Regions from separate parts of the Sus scrofa genome. Here region 2 is linked to region 1. Evidence: chromatin contacts called from public HiChIP or PLAC-seq data. All regions are on one chromosome and are shown on one strand. Each heading gives the region's core, a stretch centred on a gene start, on an enhancer-like site or on the middle of the called end of the contact. The rest is flanking DNA. Distances are from core to core; before and after follow the strand shown. Region 1 overlaps NUMB (protein numb homolog). Region 2 holds the start of NUMB (protein numb homolog).

Evidence for each region. HiChIP or PLAC-seq counts read pairs in DNA pulled down with a chosen protein or histone mark.
Region 2: an H3K27ac HiChIP or PLAC-seq map of alveolar macrophages shows a contact between it and region 1, with 4 times the contacts expected there. The contact joins the promoter of NUMB here to the enhancer-like site in region 1. A contact is called at or near these places in 4 of 5 promoter capture datasets (fetal liver, fetal skeletal muscle and liver), 7 of 47 Hi-C or Micro-C datasets (adipose tissue, alveolar macrophages, liver and 3 more) and 2 of 2 datasets of contacts at active chromatin or transcription factors (alveolar macrophages and skeletal muscle).

What each region holds. Positions count from the first base shown.
Region 1 is chr7:96,637,986-96,641,653 of Sscrofa11.1, forward strand. It overlaps NUMB (protein numb homolog), which reads right to left. Exons shown (of 9, transcript XM_021099490.1): 5 at 2,070-2,210. Among named protein-coding and RNA genes, the nearest start is that of PAPLN, 55 kb to the left of the region's middle. Within about 2 kb of position 2,091, at least 1 of the 83 cell types and tissues checked has an H3K27ac peak or open chromatin away from gene starts, as enhancers often do. A contact at or near this core is called in alveolar macrophages, where this site is marked.
Region 2 is chr7:96,796,753-96,799,972 of Sscrofa11.1, forward strand. It overlaps NUMB (protein numb homolog), which reads right to left and starts at 1,938. Exons shown (of 9, transcript XM_021099490.1): 1 at 1,710-1,938.

The sequences.
Region 1 (3,668 bases), core at 841-3,340:
GGGAATCTAGCATTGCTGTGAGCTGTGGTGTAGGTCCCAGACTCTTCTCGGATTCTGCATTGCTGTGGCTCTGGTGTAGGCCAGCAGCTGTAGCTCCAATTAGACCCTTAGCCTGGGAACCCCCATATGCCGTGGGTGAGGCCCTAGAAAATACAAAAATACAAAAAAAAAAAAAAAAAACCAAACTAAAAAAACCTTTTGGTCAGCATTGAGTATGGCCACCACTTCCCTTCTAGGTTAAACCTTGGCAAGAGTTACTTAGTTGTAGCCTCCATGAATGCAGAATGGCTATACTGCCTTATTTTGTCTGGACTTTATTTAGTTATTTTTGTTTTTTTCCTAGGGCCTCTCCTGCGGCATATGGAGGTTCCCAGGCTAGGGGTCTAATTGGAGCTGTAGCTGCTGGCCTACACCAGAGCCACAGCAACGTGGGATCCGAGCCGAGTCTGCAACCTACACCACAGCTCATGGCAATACCAGATCCTTAACCCACTGAATGAAGCCAGGGATCAAACCCAAAACCTCCTGGTTCCTAGTCGGATTCGATAACCACTGAGCCACGACAGGAACTGTCTGGACTTTAAAAATTCAGAAATTAGGAGTTCCCATCATGGCGCCGTGGAAACAAATCCGACTAGGAACCATGAGGTTGCGGGTTCAATCCCTGCCCTTGCTCAGTGGGTTAGGATCTGGCGTTGTGTAAGCTGTGGTGCAGGTCGCAGATGCGGCTTGGACCCTGCATTGCTGTGGCTGTGGTATAGGCCGGCAGCTGTAGCTCTTATTGGACCCTTAGCCTGGGAATCTCCATATGCTGTGGGTGAAGCCCTAAAAAACAAATAAACAAAAGGCAAAAAAAAATTCAGAAATTACATTCTTAATGCTATAGCATAGTTAATTAAGATCATCATCTAAGAGACTTGTCTTTCATGTCAGAATTTTGGGTAATTCATATGAAGGATGATAGAATTGATTATTCTCTATTTTTAAATAAAACCAAAGATTTCTACTCCATAACAATTTCCAGCATAGTCCACTGTACTGTACTTTAGTATTTCTATTTTTTTTTATTTTTATTTTATTTATTTATTTATTTATTTATTTTTTTTGTCTTTTGTCTTTTTGTTGTTGTTGTTGTTGTTGCTATTTCTTGGGCTGCTCCCTCGGCATATGGAGGTTCCCAGGCTAGGGGTTGAATCGGAGCTGTAGCCACCGGCCTACGCCAGAGCCACAGCAACGCGGGATCCGAGCCGCATCTGCAACCTACACCACAGCTCACGGCAACGCCGGATCGTTAACCCACTGAGCAAGGGCAGGGACCGAACCTGCAACCTCATGGTTCCTAGTCGGATTCGTTAACCACTGCGCCACGACGGGAACTCCTAGTATTTCTATTTTTTAATTAATTGAAAATATACTCCGAATATTGCAGTAGAGTGTCTTTGCAAATGAATTTATAAGCAGCTTTCGAATGCCAGTATTTTCTATCCAGATGAATCAGCAAACAAATACACGTAAGATAGTTCTAATAATTAAAAGTTTCAAATTAAAAATTTTCTTTTTGTCTTTTTAGGGCCACACCAGAGGCATATGGAAATTCCCAGGCTAGGGGTCGAATTGGAGCTATAGCTGCCAGCCTATGCTCCAGCCACAGCAATGCAGGATCTGAGCTGAGTCACCACAGCTCACGGCAATGCCGGATCCTTAACCCACTGAGCGAGGCCAGGGATCAAACCTGCGTCCTCATGGATCCTAGTCAGGTTTGTTATCACTTAGCCACACGGGAATTCCTCAAATAAAATTTAGTAGCCACCATCACCAGAGCACTTTTACTTTCCTTTAATGACCTTGGATCTTAGTCAATCACCTTGCTCTGAGAGCAGTAGGGTCTCACCACAAATGTGAACTACTTGAATAAAAGGAGTGAAAGCAGACTAGTTTAGGCTCTTCTAAGTGCTGTAACATCACTTAACTTGATAAAAACGTAGTGGAAACTTGCTTGGCTGAGCCAATCTGGATAGAGTATGGTGAACTGAGGCTAGTCATGATGAAATCCATGCTGTTAGACTCACCGTGTCCTTGACAGCCATGAAGCAATGACAGATCCAGCGCCGAGTTGTGCCATCACGACATATGTAAGAGAAGGCTCTATCAAAGTTCCTATCTGGGGCACAGAAAGAAACTTTTTCTATTGTCTGGTCAACTATGAGGTCCTAGAAAAAGGGAAGCACAAAGGAACAGAGGCCTTATGAGATTATTCAAACTTCTCAGAAGAAACACAGGATGCACATTTCATAGCTCAATCTGAGCCAGAGGTCTGAATACTAAGAATCTGACCTAGGAGAGATCCCAAGAGGCACTTTGCCCAGATGCTTCCCTCACCTCATCTTCATGTTCCAAAATATAGGCTTGCTGACTCCAGATTTATCATGGTAAATTCCATGTTCAATTTTCAACATATGTAAGTCAATAAATTTAATCCAATTCCCATATAACATTGATATTACATTCAATAACATCATTTCTGGAACAGTTCTGTGCATTTATTAACTTACTGATCATTTAATTTTGAGTATGACTATGCTTTTATACTTGCTGAATGGCATAGCATATACAAAGTATAAACATCATACAAAATATTCTTTAAAATCTTGAGGCTCTGAGGCTCTTCTGTGTGATAAGATATTCTAGTGGCTTAAAATCCCTAGATGCTGAGGTAGGGGCTGTAAATGCTAAAACATACAAACAAAATGGCTTTTATGAAGCATAACTATGAGAATTCCTGTTGCTCCACAACCTTTCTGGTCAATTTTTTAGAGTTTTGCAATTCTGGTGGCTCATTATATTTTGCATAATCTTGACTGCTATGAATTTCCTCTTCAGTAAAGTGATCCTTCAAGTATTTTGGATTGTCTGTCATTTTTCTTTTGATATATAAGAGTCATTTATATATTCTAAATATGAGCTCTTTATAAGCTATACACATAGCAAAATTTATTTTCTGCTCACAATGGGTCCCAGGGTGATTACTGAAAATGGGAAATAGAAATACTAAACCAATTAATGCCAGTGTTATAAGTAGCCACCAGGGGGCAGTATCACTTTCTAACTATTGTGTAAAACAATTAAAAATAAAGCCTCTACACACAACAAATTTCATCCAAAGCATTAATGAAAACTACACAAATTCTGGAGTTCTCTTGTGGCACAATGGATTAAAGACCTGGCATTGTCACTGCAGAGGTGTGGGTCACAGCTGTGGCATGGGTTCAATCCCTAACCCAGGAATTTTCACATGCCAAAGGTAGCAAAAAAAAAAAAAAAAAAAAAGATATGTTCTCCTCCTTTCAATGACATCTGAGGTTTTTGGGTCTTTTCTGAAAATTGCCTTCTTGTTAAAATTCTTACAGATTTTTGGTCTCTTAGAAAATTTTAATTAATGATTAAATGGACTTATATAAATAACACCTTATGCTCTCTAAGTGCAGGGTCTATGTCTTGTCTTATCTAGGCATGTAGGATCATGCCCTTTCAAATGCAAAATGCTACTGGTTATTTGAGATAATGTGTGGATTCTGAGTAATGTTAACCAAAGAGCCATTTACTAGTTCTTAAGATTTCACCTGAGTTTTCAGTTAATAGCAGGTTAATCAGTTCAAATATCACTTTCT
Region 2 (3,220 bases), core at 688-3,187, 160 kb after region 1:
CCCTGACCAATACAAGCATCACCTGAGATAAATGCAAATTCTCAGACCCAAACCCAGCCCTAACTGAATCAGTAGAGCTAGCAGACTGCTGTTTAACAAGTCCTCCAGGTGATTCTGGTGCAAATCAAAGTTTGAGAACAACCGCATTAAGGAATTCAGGTCTTCCTTTATCTTCTACACATTTGATAATCCAGTACACAGTGCTTACTCTGTGCCAGTCATCAGCCTAAAAGTTCCACAAAACATTAACTCACATGAGAAAACAACCCTTAAAAGTAGGAACTCTATTATACAGATGAAACTTCAGCACAGAGAGAGGTTAAGTTGTCGAAGCTAGGTGGTGGAACTAGAATTCAAACTTATTTTTAAATTGACATAAGTAAGTCTGTCCTCTTCATGCCCCTCCTCTTGCTGATCAAGTCCGCAGTCCTACTCCTTTATCTCGGCTACTCCTTTTCCCATTCAAATCTCCCATCCTGCCAACGTCCTTATTTTCTAGCATTATTGCTGTCGTCCTAAAACAAATTTCTAAAGCAATGGAATGCGAGTCACAACCTTGCTCTTAAAACACTTTCTCTGATCCTAGATGGCATCTTAGTATTGTGAAGCTGAAACTTCTATTTCTTAGGTCCTTACAACCTATTAAGGGCCCTATGTTAATTTCTCATATCTACGGTTCTGGCCAGTTTCCACAAGACCACGCTTCCTGGGCAACTTTCTGGCTCCTTCCTACTACGCCCTATCTTCTACTCCCTTCCTACAAGGAAACTACTTTTCCCCGCCTACCCGTATCATTTTCCTTGATTTAACTCCAGCTGAGAGAACTTCCACTCCTCAGCTAGACCCCTCACCCTGACGTCAAACCCAAGCTACCCCCATGAGGATTTTTTTTCCCCTGATCTCTTGTGGATCCTCAGACCCAGGAGTTCCCAGTCTGATCTAGGATCTTCCATCCCAGACCAGCGGTGGGGGGCAGGGCGCTCCGGTTCCTAACTTGTTCAAGATCTCCATGGGTCAGACCCTCCGAAGATCCGTAACAGTCCAAGAGCGCTTCTCCCTCGGACAGCCGCCCTTCTCAGGAGGGTGCTCAGCCCCCTCCCTGTCTTTCCTAGACGCCCTTTCTCCGACCCCGGCTGCTCCCAGTACCCTGGACCCCGACCTCCCTCGGTCTCTCTTCTCTCTCGAACCCAAGCCACTCCCAGTCTACGGCCCCCCGAGCCCCTCCCCGGCTTTCTCCGCTCGGGCCGCTCCCGGGATTCCCTGTTTCCACTTTTTCCTCGCTCCGAAGCTGTCCTGGGTATTCCCGAGTCACCCTGCCCTCGGACCAAGTCGTAACCCGCCATCCCCTCTCTAGGAGCCCAGTCGCTCCCGTCTCCCTACGGACCTACCCCTCACACACCCGCAGCCAGTCAGTGCCCCAGACCCGAGCGGCTGGCTGGGCGTCCCAAGGAAGCTCCCGGCCCAACTCGCTTGAGTCCGGCCCCAGCCTACCTTGCCAGCGCGAACTCCGCCGCCGGGAGCCGGGCGGTTCTCGCACTAGCCCAGTCAGCGCGAACTCGCGGCCACCGCCCCCGCCCTGGCCCCGGCCCGGGCCCGACCCGGCCTGCAGCCCAGGCCCCCTTCCGCAGGCCTCCGCCTCCGGATGACCGAGCTGGAGTTTTCGCTCGGAGATGGCCCTCAGCCTTCAGGCCCGCGTTACAGGCACTCACCTGCCGCTATCCTCGACCAACTCCAGCGCCACTGCCTCTACCTCGGCCGCCGGCAGCCACCAAGCGCCACCACCTCCCCCATGACAACAGGCCCACCCCGTTTCACACTTCCTACCTCTCCATTGGATAGTGGTGATACAGCTCTCTGCTCTTATTGGCTTAGTTTACCCGTCCGTCATAGCTTCCTTACCGCCCCTTTTCCTGGACCCGGTATTAGCCCCCTCCCGGACCTGGACCGTCCCAAGCCCAGCTTTAGTTGTAATTGGTTGACGGTTGGGCAGTTCGAAATCCTGATAGGCTGCAGAAAGTGTCTATTAAATCAACCTGCAAGGGATGTGGCGGCGACTGTTGGTTCGAGCTTGGGCAGTTTGGTTGCGCAGTAGAAAGCAAGGAAGGGGCAGGCGCTTATTGTCGGAGGGGAAAGGTTAACTCTTTGTTGTAAAATTGACTCTGTAAACATCCCTTTCTCCAACTTCCTCTCTGTAAGGAGAAACTTACCACTGCCTGCTCACCCAGAGGGCAGTACTTACCAACAGCAACATCAGAGTTGGCGTTTAAAGACTCATTAGCGGCTTCTTGAAAGAAAAGCACGTAGATGAAAATTTCCTCCTCTTCGCTTGAAGTCCTAAGGTGCTCAGTTACCTTAAAGTTCATCTCCATGCTAAAGGGCAAAGAACCACCACTGAAGTTAGTCCACTTTGGTTGCAGTTATAAACGTCGTTAATGAATTGAAGTGGTATGTTGAGAGTTCTGCAGCTTTCAGACGCAGCGCTGGATGTCTCCTGCAAGGGACCAGGCAACCATCAGCAAGTTTGGACTATATGGGCCACATTTTACCCTTGTGATGCTCTGAAAAGGAGAATTCAGCTCCCCGTAACTTGCTTTCTATGCTCAGCAGTTCTTAAATAGCCCTACTAGATGTGTGTCAGATACTTTAAAAGCTTGTCTTTTTTTCTGAACCTCTCTTCCCAGCAGTCTAAATTAAGACCATTGAATGAATTGCAGTTCTTTTCTCACATGGCACAATGTACAAGAATAAATGATTGCATTTTTTATTCATTTGGGTACAAATCACAGTAGGCACTTTTGAGAAATCTGGTGTTGCTATAAAAACTCTTGTACTCCTAGAAATATATCCACCATTAGCTTTTTGCTTTTCTTTTTCATTTCTGCCCACTCTGCCTGTTCATAAATAACAAAATGCTCACCTAATTACCCTTTCAGTTTCTAAATCAGATTTAAATGTACCCTCCTCACAATTCCACCTATAACATAAACCCCATGGGTCATGAAACATACTCAAGGATGGACTGGAACAGGTTGAGGATGTACTTCCCTCTTAAACAGCACTTTATGGTTGGGGACTTGCTGTGGAACCAAGAATCTGGACTTTGCTCCTTACTTCTTCCTGCTAACTCTTTGTTCCATATTTCTTCTATTTACCCTTCTTTCCTTTGCCAGCAAGCAATAAGAAGTCTAAAACTGCATGGTTTGTTATCTCCCTCAAAATT